Linked DNA regions of Lactuca sativa: region 1 is linked to region 2. Evidence: chromatin contacts called from public Hi-C data. All regions are on one chromosome and are shown on one strand. Each heading gives the region's core, a stretch centred on a gene start, on an enhancer-like site or on the middle of the called end of the contact. The rest is flanking DNA. Distances are from core to core; before and after follow the strand shown. Region 1 holds the start of LOC111880497 (protein PLASTID TRANSCRIPTIONALLY ACTIVE 10). Region 2 holds the start of LOC111880534.

The links. Hi-C and Micro-C count contacts between places; a contact is called where the count stands out from the background.
Region 1: a Hi-C map of leaf shows a contact between it and region 2, with 2.5 times the contacts expected there. The contact joins the promoter of LOC111880497 here to the promoter of LOC111880534 in region 2. A contact is called at or near these places in 2 of 4 Hi-C or Micro-C datasets (both in leaf).

What each region holds. Positions count from the first base shown.
Region 1 is chr5:29,248,185-29,252,776 of Lsat_Salinas_v11, reverse strand. It overlaps LOC111880497 (protein PLASTID TRANSCRIPTIONALLY ACTIVE 10), which reads left to right and starts at 1,557. Exons shown (of 11, transcript XM_023876923.3): 1 at 1,557-2,332; 2 at 2,458-2,517; 3 at 2,596-2,625; 4 at 2,781-2,854; 5 at 3,013-3,282; 6 at 3,375-3,441; 7 at 3,542-3,634; 8 at 3,734-3,910; 9 at 4,001-4,051; 10 at 4,144-4,298; 11 at 4,397-4,592. The coding sequence starts at 1,604.
Region 2 is chr5:29,107,139-29,111,250 of Lsat_Salinas_v11, reverse strand. LOC111880534 reads right to left here and starts at 2,445. Exons shown (of 1, transcript XM_023876966.3): 1 at 1,201-2,445. The coding sequence starts at 2,337. The coding sequence ends at 1,384.

The DNA.
Region 1 (4,592 bases), core at 308-2,807, 140 kb before region 2:
CCTTATCAACGCGATTTGTTTTGTTTACCGGCTTTAGTCTAGCTCCTCAAGTCCCAAACTTCAGTAATGATTTTTCGTTTCAGTTGTAAGCTGTAATTATCTAACATGATTGACAGTGAATCTTCTCTAAAAACTCGAGTTTTTAACAATGAATAAGCCCGTCAATATTTTTTTTTTCTTTCTATCAATTCAACCCATAAATTAAAGAACATTAAAAGGATTAGATTCATTAATCCAAGGATTAGATTCATTTAACAACGCTATTCTTATAATAAACATAAAAGGAGCTAAATTGTATACAAAAGAAATGATTTTGACAAAAGTATCATGTCTCATGAGTTTTCTTCATTTGTATTTTAGAAAATTTTCAAATTTGTTTAATGATCTTTATTGTTTATTTTATTTTGTTTAACTGGTAATCTTTTTCAGACAATAATATCAAATATATCAAATATGATGGTCTTAAAAGTTAATAATTTGGAAAAAAAATGCAAATTGTAAAAGCTAATGCTATAAGTACATTTATTTTACAATTCCACCCATTGTGATTTTTTTTGTCCCTTTTATCTTTTTTTTTTTGTTTATTATTATTATTATTATTATTATTATTATTATTGTTGTTGTTGTTGTTGTTGTTGTTGTTGTTGTAAATATCGATAAGCGTATAAAATTCGGACGATATTATAAAATTCAACCGACTATATAAAATTGAACAAAATCAAAGTTTGTCTTTATTTATCACAAATATTAATTGGTTCAGTATAACAATTGCGTGGTGTGTTATGCGGATTGAAAACAGTTAGTCGAACACTATATAATGTTTTCCATGCAATCGAATGTTCTGATCTGTATATAGGGAAAAGTTTAGACAAAACATTAGACAATATATATGTTCATTGTAAGTCAACCATTACATAATGGTTATGGTGAGCCTGGATCAACATTGTAGTTGTTGATGATGAAAAAATGTTCCGATAGACGAAATAATAATAATAATAATAATAAAAAAGATTGTTTATGAATGAATGTGATGGAACGACAAATAAAAGTAAGTTTTTTTATCTAATTTAAAATTATGCTTGTATTTAGAGTGTAATTTCAATATGAAAAGTAAGTTTTTATTATTAATAATAATAATAATAATAATAATAAGTAAGCTTTTTTATTCAATATGAAAATATGATAATAAATGAACAAAAATATATTTTCCAATATGTAATTGTATTTGTAGTGTAATTCTAAAAAAAATAAGTTTTTTTTAAATAATAAAAATAATCTAATAAATAAAAGAAAAGAACAATAAAAAAAACAAAAAAAAAAGCAAAAAAACAAAAAAATAATGTCAAAAGATAAATAATCGATTAGATGAAGTTAGGAAATAAAAAAAAATAAAAAAGATACTTATAGCAAAACCCATTATAAAACCTATCTTTACAATTCACCATAGTTTCGTGATCCATTTGAAATTAAAAAAACAAAGATTGATTGCCTATTACAGTCCCTATGTTTACTTTTTCTTTACAATTCGGTCAGCATAGTTTCATACACTACAATTACATAACTACTCAAACCAACTTTATCCACTCTGAGCAAGCAAGTGAGAATGCAAACCCTCTTAAACCCTCATCCCATCTCCTTTCTTCCTCCTCCAAAAATCCTAAATCCTAGTAAGCTATTCAAATCCCGTAATATAAACCCATCCCTTCACTTCATCTCAACTGGAAAATTCACCGTTAAAGGTTTCTCAGCGGACGAATTCCCGGTCGATGAGGATTTCATCGAAAAATTCGGTCCCAAAGACGTGGAAACTGAAGATGAAGCCCGTCGCCGCAACTGGATCGAAGGAGGTTGGGCTCCATGGGAGGAAATCCTTACTCCAGAAGGAGATTTCGCCAGAAAATCACTCAACGAAGGAGAAGAAGTAGCATTGGAAAATCCTGATTCGATTGAAGCCTTCAAAATGTTGAGACCTAGTTACAGGAAGAAGAAAATGGAAGAATTAGGGTTAACAGAGGACGAATTTTACGCGAAACAGTTCGAGCTTAAGGGCGACATTCCGGAGCCCTTGAAGACGACATGGGCAGGGCCGCTGGTGGTCCGTCACGTGCCACCGCGAGATTGGCCGCCGAAGGGGTGGGAAGTGGATAAGAAAGAGCTGGAATTTATCAGGGAAGCTCATAAGTTTTCAGCTAGAGTTGATCTTGAGCAAGTACAGAATGAAGCAAAAAGCAATACAGATGATTTGTGTTTGGACAGATATAAGGTGTTTCTGAAGCAGTATAACGAATGGGTGGATGCGAATAGAGATAGATTGGAGGAGGAATCATATAAGGTTCATCCCAACACTCAATTCTTATAGTAATTCCTCAACTTGTAATTAATACTCACTTTGAAAACACCCCATAATTCCAAGCTATTCATGTTATACACTAATGAGATCCATAATTTTTGATACAGTATGATCAAGATTATTTTCCTGGTAGAAGGAAAAGAGGGAAAGATTATAAAGAAGGAATGGTAAGTTTTGAAATAATGTGAACCAAAATCGATGATGATCTTACGTTTTCTTACCCACTTTACCTTTCCCTTCTGCAGTACGAGCTACCATTTTACTACCCCGGACAAGTAAGTTTTACTGCTCTGTAATTCTCTTGAGCCATGTATAAGTATGCACTTGCATTGATTTTATTACCAAAATGAACCTGTAAATCTTATTATCCAAATAGCAATTCATGCTATAAACGTACTTACATACATACATATATGTATATCTTGTGCAGATTTGTGTTGGTAAAGTGACTACTTTGCATCTTTATCAAGGAGCTTTCGTTGACATTGGAGGTGTTCATGATGGGTAAGTCTTGATAAATGATGTGTATTAAGTCGTTAAGTCGTTTCTCTGGTCTATTAAGTCGTTATTTCTGCATTAAGTAAAAAAAAAGAAACACTTGTATACAATATATATAGCTTTTTAGACTCTTAACTCTAAGTAAAGCTCCATGGTCATTTCAGGTGGGTCCCAATTAAACGTAATGATTGGTATTGGATCCGACATCATATAAAAGTTGGTATGCATGTCATTGTTGAAATTCTGGTGAGTTATGGCTCTTCAAATGCATATTTCTGCTCCTTATTCCTTTTAAAAATGTTGTATTTTTGTATTATGTTGCTCAAGTCAAATGTCTGTCTATTTTTTTATTTTTTTCAGGCCAAACGAGATCCTTACCGTTTCCGATTTCCAATCGAGATGCGTTTTGTTGATCCTAATATAGATCACCTTATGTATGTTTTCCAGTTTTATATCTTTTATACATAGAATGTTAATCAGCTCAAAACTATAGCAAAATGTTTGATCTTTGACTTTTTACCTACAGTTTCAAGAGGTTTGACTACCCACCAATTTTCCATCGGGAGGAAGATACTAGTATGGATGAGTTGCGCGTAAGTTTTATTTGTTTAATGGTTTCTTATATATTACTATATTTACGTACGTATGTATGTATACATGGATTTACTGATGGTTTTCAATACTTATTAACAGCGTGATTGTAGAAGGCCACCAATTTCTAAGGATGATCCGGGAATCAAGGTGGAGGAAGAACCTTTAATATGTAATCACCCTTACGTTAATACGGTATGTATATCCTCTCTTGTTGTCTGACAGTTGACAGTTGACAGTTGACAGTTGATAGTTGACCAAATACCATTGAATAATAATGAATTTGGTTTGCAGTTATGGCAAATACATGTTGCAGAACAGTTGATTATGGATGATATGGAGATGAACCCAGAAAAATACGAGGGTAAAAAATTGTCAGAGTTGAGCGATGAGGTGGAATTCAATGAAGAAAACAGTGTCGAATACAGCCAAGATTATTATAACCAAACTTTACTACCCAAAAGGATTGTGGTCAGTACTCACCACTTGGCTTTTGCTTGTTCAATCATCATTTATGAATATTATTATTAAGTGACATTTCTTTTAACATGTATTCATCAGAATGTGAGCGTGAAAGATCTTGACCTAGATGCTGCATACGCAGAGCGCCAGGTTTGTTTTGAATTTGATTGATGTCAGCTTATTTCCCGTTTGCCTCCTATGGAATTTAACATCATGTATATGTATATTTGGGGTTTGCACAGCATCATAATAAATTGAAAATCGAAGCAATGGAAAAAGGCGCAACATCTTACAAAATCGACAAGTTAAGACGTAATCATGAGATGGACGAATACGATTTTGTTCATTGGCGACGCTCAGTTGAGGAAAGAGAAGCCTTACTTCGAGACATAAGCTGGTAACTTTTTCTTATTAAAACATTCCACTTTAAAAAAATTATACAATGCTATGCTATTTCTTTCATTTAATGTTATGTTTTTTTTTTTTGTGGTTTAGCCGTAGAGCGGTTGGTCTACCATTGGAGGAGCCAGGAAGGTACCATGACCCGAGCAGCGTTGCAAAAGACAAATATGACCCTGAAAACCCTCTGTATAGATATGATTATTGGGGGGAGCCAAAAAGTTCTGAAAAGACTAAACAAAACCGATTAAGAGACTTCCACAACAAAGGAATTATAGGTAGAGGAATGGTG
Region 2 (4,112 bases), core at 1,196-3,695:
TCACTCAAGGAAACCCAGACTGGTATGTTGACCTCGGTGCCACAACTCATATGACACCTTCATCAGAAAATGTTTCTTCTTCAACTCCTTATTCGAGTACTATGCATATCACTGTTGGTAATGGTGCTAAACTCCTTATTGCTCATATGGGTCGTTCTATTCTTTCTAATAAACTTGAATTATGTGATGTATTGGTTATTCCCAAGCTCACTAAAAATCTCTTGTTTATTAGCAAACTCACCATGGATCATCTGGTTGATGTCCTCTTCTCTCAACCATTTTCTCATATTCAAGACAGGGAAAGCAAGCAAGTGATAACTCAAGGAATATGTGAAGAGGGACTCTATGTGCTTCGTGATCATCCAACCGCTTTGGTTGCAGTTTCTAGTGTTTCTAAGAAGGCATCTTTTGAATTATGGCATAATCGCCTTGGACATGTTTTATTTGATATTATTTCTTTTTTGAATAAATTAGGTGCTTTACATGTTATTTTAGTTTTACCTAAATCAAACATTTGCAAACCTTGTCAGCTTTCTAAGGGACACTGATTACCATTTGAATTAAATTCTAAACGTTCTCTATTTCCTTTAGATTTAATTCATTATGACTTGTGGGGACGAGTACTTGTTTACTTAAATGGCTATCTATATTATGTAGTTTTTGTTGATGATTACTCACGTTTCATATGGTTTTACCCATTAAAAACCAAATCAAGTTTCTACTCGGTATTAACAGCCTTTATCAAACTTGTGCAAACTCAATTTAATTTCTAAAAAATCAAAGTTTTTCAAAATGATTGTGGCCCTGAATTTGTTATATGGATCATTGTGCATCAACAGGAAAAACGTAAGAGTTAGGGGATGTAGTTTGGATAGTATGGTTAACCCTAATATTTTGGAAATAACTAACTATTTGTAGGGGATTTGTTTGAAGATGACACATGTGGGAACCCATCGAAAATCTGGATGCCTACTTTTCTTGAATAAGTTTTTCCATCTGTATTTGGTTTTTGTACAGAACCTACCACCAAATTGCTTGTTTTTCAATTATTTTTAGTTTTTCGTATTGTTTCGTTTTTTTTTTGCCCACGGCACCAAGAAGAGTCGTGAAGTAATTGTAACATATCGAGCTCATGTGGGATAAACTAATTTGCTCGACAAGCACACCCTTCCAGACAAGGGAGATATTAATAATACAATATAACAAACATTAAAATAAATGTTAGTAACGTAATTAAGGATCAAATAAGGAACATTAGAACATGTACAAATGATATGGATTAATTGTCTTTTAATCTACACCCTTTATCTTCATTGGATTTTTTTTTTAAAAGCAAAAAACTAGGCTTATCGACGAAGTATAACTAACACAACTTCAGCTAATTTAGCGGCCCAAAGACAGCGCTGCTTTAACGTCTAACCGCCATGCATAACCACCGTGCTGCAACCGCCACACGTCGCACGGCGCCGTGAGGTTCGAAGAAGACGAAGTTTTTTCAGTACCCCACGTGACCTTCACCTTGCACGTGAACGACGGAAGAGACACCGGCATCGGTACCCGATTATATTTCTTCACCACCACCACCGTCTCGTCTCCAACACCACCGGCCGTCATCTCACTATACGCCTTATTCGTCCACACCACCATGTCACGGCTGCTCGTGATGAATGACGGACACGCGTCCGTCTCCATGCTCATCACCCTCGCTTCGTCTGTAAATCCTATTCCGTCACCGTTCAGCCACTTCTCTGTCACGCTTTCCATCGTCACGAAGGAAACAACCTGCGATCGTAGTGGTAGAGGTGACGCCATCGCAACAGAATGATCGGTAACAGGAACCAAGTGGCTCTCCGTTCCTCGCACGTGACCATCAAAATAGATCGGTGCAAGTTTGTTACGGTTTACTACTAAGGGGGACGGAGATATGACCAGATCTTGATTTTCAGTTGATGAACTCCTGGCCGGTGACTTCTCCTTCCGATCCGGCGTCTCCGGCATCAAGGACAGCGTCACCACCGCGTCTCCACCACCAGAAACTACTGAAGGCAAAGACGCTGAAGCCTTTCGTTTCTTCGAAACAGTACTTGTATCCTTCTTCGCTTTGTTGCCGTTAACCCTAACGTACTTTCGCTTACGTCGTCGAGTTCCTCCATAGCCATCGGTGTCCTCCATCGTGGAGCAACTAGAACCAGATCCAGCAGCTAGAGGCTTCGGTGCGATGGGCCTGAACTTGAGCATTATTTTCTCCACCTTCGACATACCATAACTCATGCTCATCCGACCACCACCTCCACTGCTGGAGCATCTTGCTATACAACAACCACCTCTACCGTCCATTTAATGCACCGTGCCCCACCTCCTCCTCTCTGTCTGTCTCTGCCAAGTTTTTGTATGCTTTGGCAATGCACATAAAGATCAGACGATGGGAATGGTACACATATAAAGGAGTCACAAAGATTTTCTGTTATTCTTTTTAACTTAAAAAAGGAAAAAACATACCTATATCATTTTATAATATCCAAGTCAAATATTCAATCATTAAGTGAATATCTATTTCAGGTAAGATTGCATATAAAATATACAGTCAGTAAATCAGTGTTTTAAGAATCATTTAAATGATTTGTGCTAATCAAATATTGATGAGTAATTTATATAATTTTATTATTTCTATAAAAGTTTATCTAAAAGTAGTGAATATTTTTTTTAATATTTTTTCTGAAGATTTCATATTATTATTTTATTTTGTTCTTTACATAAATTTGTTATTCTTTTAACCATACGATTGAACTCCAGAAGTCAATAAAACTTATTTTAAAACATCACTTATTACAAAATTTAATTTAACATTTATTAAAAGATTAAAAACAATTATTTTTGTCATTGAAATGTTTAATTATTGGCTTCATATAATATAATATATATTATGTTATAATGCTCCAAGTATCATTATTGTTAAGTTTAATGTAAACTATATATTTTATTTCATTCATTCTTTCATTTTTTAGAAATTGAATTTAAAAAAATAATAATAATAATAAAATAAAATAAATCTTGTTAACTTCCATAAATACGGGCTTTAATAATGAACCCACAAAAGATGTTCGTTTTTTAAAGACTTTATCCTTATGATATATCTAATTTAACGTATACCTAACTCACTACTAGAAACCTGACTTTCAGCAACGAAATTAGCGACGGATTCTATCCGCAGGTAATCAGTGACGACTTACTGAGGGATTAGTGACGGAACGCGCAAATATTTCAACCAAAACCCTTACAGAATTTTAGAGAGGTATTACCGAGCAATCAAAGACGGATTGGTAAGAATTTATCGACAAAAGCCTTCCCTCGATAATCCGTCACAAAATTAAAACCTCTTAGCGAGGGAACAGCGACCGATTCCTAAAAATTACACGACCTTTTTTTTTATCCCCTCGCCAATCGGTCGCAGAAAATCGAAGACTCCTTTTTTTATTCCCCGCTTTTCTTTCTATTTTCGTTCCATCGTTTTATTTTCATTCCACGCTTTTATTTTCCTTCCCTATGATTTCTTCCAAAACTCTACACAATTTTCTCCCAAAGCCCTAATCAAACCCCCGTCGACTCGAATCCCTCCTCCGCCCGGAAAATCAGCTCCACCACCGTCCACTTGCATCGCCTCTCTTTGATGTATAGGAAAAGCTTAGAAATCACGTCCTCGTTGGCTTTCATGTCGTCCGTCTACCTTCGTTGTTGACTCGCCATTTCCATGCCAACGTCATTCGATCAGTTGGATATCCTCTATCGTAAACTCGCGCAAACCTAAAGTAGTCTTCATCAGCTTCTATACTGGTTTCTAGTAGTGTGTAAGTTTTATTTCCATATACCCCTCTTTCATTTGTAGCACAAATCACAACTCGTTTTTCTAAGTTCTACAATCCTGAACTCCTTAATTTTGGTTTTTCTAGGGTTTTCTCGTTGTCTACACACGATTTGTTTTTTCTATTAGAGTTTAAAGCCCTCAGTCTCTCTGGATGAATTTCTATGAGTTTTTTAGTGTTTAGTCAATAAGAATTTTCATATTAATTATCATCTTAACCCTAATTTCTACCTCCTGATGATTGTAATATTTT